Regions from separate parts of the Urocitellus parryii genome. Here region 1 is linked to region 2. Evidence: chromatin contacts called from public Hi-C data. All regions are on one chromosome and are shown on one strand. Each heading gives the region's core, a stretch centred on a gene start, on an enhancer-like site or on the middle of the called end of the contact. The rest is flanking DNA. Distances are from core to core; before and after follow the strand shown.

Region 1 (5,175 bases), core at 2,047-4,546, 260 kb before region 2:
AGATGTTAAAGCAACTATTGGCTTATAGATGAACCAGGAAACATTCATCTCCTGTTTTCAGAGTTTTATTGATTGAGAGAGAGAGACTTGATTTGTACCCGAAGATCATTTTCAAGACAGATGGTTCTGCCCGCCTTCAGCAAGTTTGGGAATATCACATAAAGCTTGTTCTACTCAGATGACTTCAGAAAATGTGTCACATACCCACTTTATTTTAGGAAGACATTATTAAAATGAAGATTTTGATTCTGTAGGTCCAAGAGTCTGAGAGTGCCTTTCTGACAAGCTCCCACACAGTGCCAATGCCAGGATGCTTGCTGAGGAATCCTAGCTGTTTGTAGTTCTCACAATGGCCTCTAGATGTCCCCATCATCCTAGATACTACAGCCACTACTCTCCAGCCTCTGAGAATACTGTGCTAACAGTTTGTTGAAATATTCAGAGATTTGTCTAGATGCTGGTGTTTGGATTTATTGTCTCTATTTAGGACTCTTTGGTGAAAAGAATTTGCTGCTGCTTTTTTTTTTTGGTATCAGGAATGATGTAAATTAATTACCTGAAATTGAACTCAGGCACTCAACCACTGAGCCACACCCCAAACCTATTTTTTATTTTATTTAGAGACAGGGTCTCACTGATTTGCTTAGTGCTTCACCATTGCTGAGGCTGATTTTGAACTCAAAGGCCTCCTGCCTTAGTCCTGAGCCACTGGGATTAAGGTATGCACCACCACACCCAGTTCCTCTTTTTTTTTTTTTTTTTTAGGAAAAAAAGTTTCTTGAAATCAAGTTCCTATTAACCTAGTTTATTTACCATTAAATGCTAAATCCAAACTAGAGCATCTCAGAAATTAGCAGTTATCACTAGATGACAGTTGTAAGTAGAGATAGTTGTTTCCATAGTCTTAAAACTTGTTTTTGTTTTGTTTTTTTGTACTGGGATTGAACTGAGTGGCACATAACCACTGAGCTACAGTCCCAAACGTTATTTTTATTATTTTTTTTTTAATTTTGAGACAGTCTCTTACTAAGTTTCTTTAGGGCCTCACTAAATTGCTCAGGCTGGCTTTGAACTTGAGATGCTTCTCCTCAGCCTCCCAAGCCACTGGGATTACAGCTGAGGGCCACTGGTTTGTTATCATAATTTGAGAATAAGTACAAGAGATTGAACCCAGAGCTTTATGCATGCTAAGCAGACTCTCTACCATGAGCTTCACCCCAGCCCTGTTATTAGTAATTTTATTACCATAAATTCACCTATAAATATCAATATTAACTAATGGCAAGCAAGCTTCCTCCAGTAGTCTATTTTATATATCATATAAACAAATATGTATGAAAATAAAGTATTGAGTGTTTATGATGCACTCAAATTAGCTCATTTAATCTTAGCAGCATTCCCATGACTGTTTTATGAGTGGGGAAATTGAAGTTACACAAATAGAAAGTGGTAGAACCTGTTGAGTTATTCACTATGCTAAATTGCCTTTCATGCTCAAAACAATATTTGCTGAATGAGTTAATGTTTTTAGTTTTCAAATAAGCAGAAAGATATATTAGCTCCTTGCCACTATAACAAATACCTGAGATAATTATAAAGGAAAATTTATTTTGGCTCATGGTGTGGGAGATTCTATCCATGGTCAGGCAGACCCATTGCTTTTAGGCCTCTGGTTGGGGTAAGAAGGAAGCAGTGCATCATGGCAGGAATATGTGGCAGAGCAGAACTGCCCACTTCATGGTCAGGGAGCAAAAAAGGAAGAAAACAGGATCCCATAGTCCCTTTGGTCATGTCCAGTTATTCAAAGACGTCCCACTGGCCTCCAACTACCTCCCAATAGCACCAAGCTGAGGACCAGTTCTCTACCATGTGGGTCTTGGGGTGGCACTTAAGATCCAAACTATAAGACTGGGGATGTAACTCAGTTGGTAGAGTGCTTGCCTTGGGTTCTATCCCCAGCACCATCACCACCAAAAAAAAAAAAAAAAAAAAAAAAAAATCCAAAACTATAGTGTGGTGGGTCAAGTTAGCTGTCCTCTGAATGATTCTACTTGGTTTTTCCAAGTAAGTCATGCTGTACTGGTGGCTTTAACTGCTGCTCTGTGAAAAGTTTAGGTTCCCTTTTGACATCACTGTGAGACACAAAATACATAACTTTGCTTGTCAACTGAGTTTTCATGGTGTCCTGACAAAGGTGCTTATCTGGCCTCTGTGGCTATTTGAATAAAAAGGTAAATTTGGTGAGCTGTTGAGATTGGAGCAGACCTGGCATTGAGTGTGATCTAAGATTGGCATGAACCGAGGGGGCAGTTTGTGATGTTTGCAAGGTCTGGTGCTCAGATTCATTGACCAACTGGAGAGCCCAGCCTCAAAGTCACCAAACAAGATAGTGGCCAGGTGGGTCCCTTGATCTGACTCTAGAGTGGTTTCCAATGAGGACAAGATAACTCTGAAAACTGCTTTAGGCTCTTCTGAAATTTAAAACAATCTGTCCTGTGCTTCATATTATGAAGAAGGAAATCCAAGGGAAAGAGGCCCTCAAAGGCATGCTGGTGGTGTCTGATGGCTGCTCATAGTCACAAACACTTGAAAGTTACAAACCTAGCTGAGAGTGCACAGAGCTTGTAGCCTTCTTTTTCATGAGATATAATTACTCAACAGGAGACCTCATGATTTCCCCAGAACTTGGAGGGTGGTTTCCAAACCCCAAATAGCTCCAAACTTGAAACCTTTAGCTTCCTCTTGTTTTTGGTGGAAGCCTGCTGGTTATTTGCTGCAGTGTTTCATTTCCCTCTGCAGAGGATCAAGGGCCCCCTCCGCCTGCACGTTCTTCCCAGGGCCTCTGCTCAGTTGACTCCCCTGGCTGAGAGGGTATCCCCAGCTGCCTCTAATAGTTTGGCAGGAAGTTGACTGTAGACAAGGGGCCATGCACGAAAGTGTGTCCTTATTTGGTAGACCTCAGATGGACCAACAGAGCTACCCGAAAATAATAAGAGAATGATTGACAGTGGGCATTTCAAGGCCTGGTGTCACCGCCTTTGCAACCGCAATCGTGCCCCAGAAATAGACTACCCTGGAAGCTGTCGGGGTGGACAGGACCTGAAGTCGGCCTCAGGACGCCATCCCGGGACACCAGCCCGGTTTCGGTTTCCCGCCCGGGTCACGGGTTGAGAGAGCAGGCAGCCGGGCGGCGGTCGCCGTGGCAACACCCACCCCGGGCCCACGCCCGCCTCACGGCCCCGCCCGGGCCTTAAAGAGCCGCAGCGGCCGCGGCGGGAGGCGGCAGAGCCCGGCCATGCCCCGCGGCCCGCGGCCCCCGCTCGGCCTCGGCCTCGGCCTCCTGCTGCTGCTGCCGCTCGCCGCCGCACCTGGGCACGGCGGCTTCGAGAGGCCGTGGGAGGGGACGGACGAGCCGGGCTCGGCGAGGGCCTGGCTGCGGGCGGCCGGAGCCCTCTCCAGGCGGTACTGGACGCTCTTCAGCTGCCAGCTGTGGCCCGACGACTGTGACGAGGCCGACGCCGCCGCGGGGCCCGGGGGTAAGCGCCGTCCGCGCGGCCGACCGCCGGGGCCACCTGCCGCTCCGGGCGCGGGGTGCCCCTCCTCGCGGCACCCGGCTGCCCCATCGGCCAGCGCCGGGCTCGCCAGCCTGTGGCTCGCGGCTGGGGGCAGGGGCCGCCCGCCGCCCCACCCGGTCCCTGCGCCTCCAGACCCGCCTCCGCCGCGTCCTGCGCGGTCTCCAGCCCGCCCCGCAAGCCCAGGGTGCTGCCCTTTCCCGCCTTCTGGGGACTTTAAGGAAGGTCCGCCGCGGACGCAGCTGGTGACTGCCCTCCAGCCCCGGAACCTCTCCTCCCCAGCTGCTCGCGGAGACGCGCTGGAGCACGTGCAGTGGGCGGAACCTGGGCAGGGGGCGTGGGGACTCGAGTTTGGGTTCTGGCGTTGTCATTAACAAATGGCGTGGTATGGCTGTCGCTTCTCTGTTCACTGCCGTGGGCCAAAGGCTCTTGTCCTTGTCTCACAGCCCCTCTTTTTCCAGGCTGGAGCCTCCCTGGTTTGGGTCAACGGTACCTGGATATCCTCACTACGTGGTACTGTGGCTTCCAGGACTGCTGCAGTGGCGGGGACTGCAGGATCTCCAACAACTTTCCAGGTTGGACCCAGGCTTGGTTTCCAAAGTCAGGGATGTACGGGGGCGGGGGGGGGGGGGGCGGGGGGAGGCGAGGTCACTACTGGGGTGCAACTCCCCTAATGCAGGAATTGTCACACTGAAATTGCACTCAGGTCTGCAGTTATTTGAGAATCTTCTTTGGACAAGACATGAAACTACTAGGCTTTCCAGAAATAACACCCTCCAAAATGGGAACAATGTGAGACCAACATTAGTGGTGTCCTTAATGGATTTTGCATTCACTCATTTAAACACAGAGGCCAGAGCACTTCTATTCTCTGTGGGTTTTTTGTTTGTGTTGTACTGAAGATGGAACCCAGTGAGTGACACTGTTACTTGAATCAAGGAGAAGTCCCTTTTTTACCTATTGTTTCATGGCTCAGCTTGTTGGAATCCATGGGAATACCATGACCATGTCATACCAGACTTAAGACGGGAGGAAGGGACACTACCAGGGTAGGCCAGGCTGCTGAATGCCACTGGCGGTCCCTTGTTGAGACTGAAGATTGTCCTCTGCCTATTTGCCATCTCTCACCATGTTCTACCATGGGAATTGGTCCTAGGAAAAAGAGAAGCTAATGTCTATGGAGCTCCAACTATATACTAAGCATGGTGCTAGGAGTTTTGCTGGGATTAACCCTTAATACAACATATCTGTGACCCTTGGGAGAGTCAGGCCCAGAGCACCTTGCTTCTCTGAACAATAATAGTAACCTCGCAGAGGTTCAAGCAAGAGAACCAATCAGAATTGTGTTGTGATTCCAAGTGTCCCTTTCTAACCTTTAGCCAATAAATGTCTGGGGGAAACAACTTGGGTTTCCAGTTTATTTTGGATCAGTGACGATGTGTCAGCAGCTGACAGAAATAGGAGATGGTTTCTCATTATAAACGAATCCATATTAGCGATCACATGGATTGAAAACTGTTCTACCCATGTGCCTGCAAATGTTCTCCTTCAAGTTCAACTGCATGTGAAGTTCTGCTAAGTAATCTTCCTCTCTTGGATGTTT
Region 2 (4,652 bases), core at 1,910-4,409:
TTTTTTTTTTTTTAATCTAATACTGCCTGTCTTCCTTTTTTTATTTTATTTTTTTTATGTCTTCCTTTTTCCTAAATGTTGATCCTTATTTTTACATTATTACGTTGACATTTCTGCCTTTTCCAATGGAGTGCTGACCTTCAAGCTAGTGGAATTTTGTCTTGATGAAGTGGTAGCTGTACTTTGTTTTTAAAACCTGTTGAAGCGGGCAGTTCATGCATCTAGTTATTCAGAAATATAATTTGAATTTTCTTGTGCCAGTGTGCCAATTCTTGGATGGAAATGAGCCCGGGGTTAAGCTTCTCTCATTTGGGCCAGTGCAGCTGCGTTCTCTCTGAACCTCTCCATTTTAGGCACTCATCCGTAGTGTTCTGAGATAAGCAGAAGGTCACAGAAACCCAAAGTTGTTTTTAAAAGGATTTTCTATAATTAAAGACATTTTTTCTAATTCTTGTTTGCTCTTTTCCTGAATTATTCTTCCTTCCTCTCCTTGCAAGTCCTTGTTTGTCTAATCATTGTGTGATAACTTTTAGTATGCATTGTATTAACATTAATCTCATGTTTTAAACTTTAAAATATATATCTGCACACAAGATGGAAAAATACTGCATATGTGAAGAATGTGGTAAATAAATATATTTGGAAAAAATCTAGTCTGTTTTAAAAGTAACTTCTTATGATATACAAAATAGTTAATATTGAATACATAAGTGCTTTTCATCCTAATCTTAGGCAACTATTGTCTATAGCCAAAAGAGAAGACAAATAACTGAACAGCCTTTGATGTCATTTTCTTCACACTACAGATCCAATCATTTTCCAGATCCCACAGATTTTACTTTCTATGTATTTTTTGAACGTGTTCATTTATTTGTTCCACTATCAGTACTACTAAAATTTTTTCAAACTGGGTTAAGAACATAAATGATGGGGCTGGGGATGTGGCTCAAGCAATAGCCCTCGCCTGGCACGCGTGCGGCCCGGGTTTGATCCTCAGCACCACATACAAAGTTTTGTGTCCGCCAAAAACTAAAAAATAAATATTAAAATTCTCTCTTTAAAAAAAGTGTTGTAGGTGGAGAAACCCTTTGTCTTCCAATTAAAAAAAAAAAAACATAAATGATGGATTACTTCCTTCTAGTACCTAAAGACTTGATTAGCCATATAGTAGATGACACTTCTTTGGGACCTCTGATTTCCCTACTATGGTGGCTATGGCTCCAAACTAAGTGACACAGTGAAGATAAAAGAGGCAAGCTTTGGGGGGAATTACCCTTGCCTACTTGTGCTTGCCTGGCTTCTAACCTGTCACTTGTTTTGATGGTTGCCAATCCTTAACATGAACTATACATGTTCTATGATGCTGTTTTTGTGTATTTTAATTATTTGAAAAAGAAAAATTAGGGGGATAGGGGAGATACGGCTGCAGGCTAAAATGCGCAGACAACCAAGATGTCAGACTAGAAGAGTTAAAAGTGACTATGTTTCTGGTTTTGAATCCTCTGCCCATATTTCTGTTACTCTGGAAACCAGAGCCTTAATTTTATTAATCGGTTGGATAACTGTTTTGTGTTATCAAAGCGCACACTGAAGGCATTGTGCAGGCACTGTAAGGAATATGACGACTGAATACAATAAAGTTTTCTTTCCTTCTCAAAGTTATCTAGACCTTGTCTCCACGCGCATTCATTATTCATCACTGAATCCCCGCTTTAATACAAATGGCCCCTGGTTGGTAGGTAGGTAGGAGCCGAGAAGAGTCTGTCCTGAGAGCAGGTTTTTAAGCGAGAAAACTTGTGTTTAGTTTTGTTTGTACTGGGGATTGAACCCAGGAGTGCTTAACCACATCCCCAGCCCTTTTTACATTTGAGACGGGAACTCTATAATAAATTGCTTAGAGCCTCGCTAACTTGCTGAGGCTGGCATCGAACTTGCGATCCTTCTGCCTCAACCTCCGGAGTGGCTGGGTTTACAGGTGTGCGCCACGAAGCCCGGCAAAAGTTGGGTTTTTAAAACTATTTTACCTGGGTTGGCTCCTTATAAAGTGCAGCACTCCTTTGTCTTCACAAAAGAAAAAAGGAAAATGGACACAGGAAAGCCTTGCGCGTGCTCTGGGAAAGGCCACGCGTCCACAGAAGACGGGGTTACAAATGCCAGGGGCCAGACAGCTTTAGCAAGAAAACCCCGACGGATAGGAACCTAGAGTTTCCGGCTATCCAATTTTCCCGAGCTTAGCTTTTTAAAAAAAATATGCAAAACAAGACAGAATGGAGACAGCGCCGGAAACCACCCTGGCTCGTTTCCGGCGCGGCCCAAGGAGGTCGTTTGGGAGCGAGCGCCCGCCCGACTGACGCCTGCGCACTAGCCCGGTCCGCGGACGTTAGGCCGGTGCAGAGACGCTGTCGGATTCCGTGACAACAGCTCGATTAAACACTTTTGTTCTTAATTGTTAGTGAATCTATGCTGTGACTTGCACTGAAGCTCCGGGAGAGTATAAGGGACGGTTTTCCGGCTGTTTCCTCCTCCGCCGGCACCTCCGAAGGCAGTCCCGATTGAGGGTTGCTAAGGAGCGGGGTCCTGGGTTTCCATGACGATGCGCAGGCGTTCCAGGGGAGGACCGGGTGGCCGAAGGCCTGGCGGGAAACCCAATTTGCCGGTACAGCTCACAGGTGTCCTTTCCTGTGGTTTTTAGTGGAGAAACGCTGCGAGCCGTGCCTGACATTCGAGACCGTGGCGCTGTCCTGCGCGAGGGGCACTGTTTTGGGGAAGCTGGGGACACGAGCGGGCGGCGCCCACAGGGCTGCGGGCGGGCGGGCCGGCTGTGGTGGGGCTAGCGTGTCCTTCCCCGACCCTCCCACACTCGCTGGCTTCTCAGTCACGTTAGAGGACCCTAGAGAACCTCGGGGTCCCCCCCCCCCCAAGAAGGGGAACACTGCCAGGTGGATTCCAACTCCGAAATGAACACAAGCACGTAATAGATCTCTCTCTTTTTTTTTTTTTTGTTGTTCGTTTCTTTTGCCTACAGGACAATGTGACAGCCTGAAAGTCCTGGTACGACGGCCGATTTACTTTTAAATTAATTTGAGGAATATTTCAAATTACTAAAGAACGATAGGAGGCTCGCTCGCGCGCGCCCTCTCCCCTTTTTTTAAAAAACTATGTCTCTTCAGAAAACACCGTCCGCATCTCTGAACTCCTTATCATCTGAGGCCAAAAAGTCAAGAGTCTCTGTAGTCAAGGAGGAGACCGGAGGTAAACTTGAAGGATCCCGCCAACATAATCGCGATCATTGACAGAAATCACCTTCCATTCGCCATTTTTCATCAGACGTTTTCCCCTACCCTTTTCCCCTCCCTTCCTCTGAGCCCAGGGTCTCCCTGTGTTATCAAAGCTGGTCTCTGATGATCAAATGATCAAATGATCCTCAGTGGGCACTAGAGCTGTTTTTCTGACACTCGTTCAAGTAAAACCAAAAGCCATTTTCTTTTATAGTAGTTTAGAACCAGCCCTGTTTAATTACTCCACCTAAAGGCTATGTTTATACTTTTTCCAAATGCTGATGAGTTTTATATTGTTTTAAAAATTCACCCTCCTGTTTTAAATACAATGGCATCTTTTTTGGTAGTTGCTCTCTGACATTAAGGCACTTAAAAAGAATAATGGAGATAAGACAGACACATGCAAATCATACAAATTATGTATTTGTATCAAGTTTTAATATTTTTCTAAATGAGAGCGATTCTGTGAGCTTTTCATTCTTAGATGAATGCAGATCTACACTAGAATAAAAATTGCTGGGCTGGGGCTATAGCTCAGTGATAGATACTTTAGGAGCATGCCTGAGGCACTGGGTTCAATCCTCAGCACCACATAAAAATAAATAAAATAAAGTCATGCTGTCCATCTACAACTACAAAAAAAAAAAAAAAGATAAAAAAATAAACAAAAATTGCTAAAAGCATCCTCACCCTATTAGGATAACACTTTCTCCAGTCTCACCTTCAGGAGTTGTTGGGAGAGATTCTGCTGAAGTCCCACCTAACCTTTTTGTTTCCCCCCTATTTCTTCTGATATTCTATACCAAACCCTTGAGAGAGACTTGGTAGTATAAATCTTAAAAAAGTTTTGATGGTGATGAAAACATAGTACTTCTTTACTAAAAGTTATGAACAGTGACTACCAAACTACTTGACTGATTTCCTGGAAGCCTTTTTCCTGAATTAGCCCTACTACCCATGTTTTTTACTTCTGTGTGCTAATCAAGCTGAGGAGAATACTCTTCACAGTTCTTATTCTATCAGCTTGCTGAGATTATTCCACTTTTCATTTCCAACAATCCTACTTCTGCTTTTACTTTGTGTGTGTGTGCCAGAGATCCAATCCAAAGACTTATACATGCTAGGTAAGTACTCGGAACTGTTTTCCCAACCCCTACTTTTACTTTTAAACTCCACTCAGATCCCTTCCATCCTCAATTTTAAAAATATTTTTTAATTGTAGATGGACACGATCCTTTATTTATTTATGTTTACTTGGTGCTGAGGATCTAACCCAGTATCTCACATGTGAGAGGCAAACACTATCACTGAGCTACAACCCCAGCCCCCATCCTCAATTTAATACAGTCGTTTTACCTTTGAATTTACTTGAGA

What was found. A called contact is a pair of places that touch in the nucleus more often than the background predicts.
Region 1: a contact with region 2 is called in a Hi-C map of muscle, with 9 times the contacts expected there. The contact joins the promoter of Tor3a here to the promoter of Axdnd1 in region 2. A contact is called at or near these places in 2 of 2 Hi-C or Micro-C datasets (liver and muscle).

The regions. Positions count from the first base shown.
Region 1 is chr9:135,113,309-135,118,483 of mUroPar1.hap1, reverse strand. It overlaps Tor3a (torsin family 3 member A), which reads left to right and starts at 3,296. Exons shown (of 6, transcript XM_026388473.2): 1 at 3,296-3,536; 2 at 4,034-4,147. The coding sequence starts at 3,296.
Region 2 is chr9:134,848,854-134,853,505 of mUroPar1.hap1, reverse strand. Axdnd1 (axonemal dynein light chain domain containing 1) reads left to right here and starts at 3,159. Exons shown (of 24, transcript XM_026388475.2): 1 at 3,159-3,252. The coding sequence starts at 3,159. LOC144256900 (a long non-coding RNA gene) reads right to left here and starts at 2,273. Exons shown (of 3, transcript XR_013344307.1): 1 at 2,025-2,273.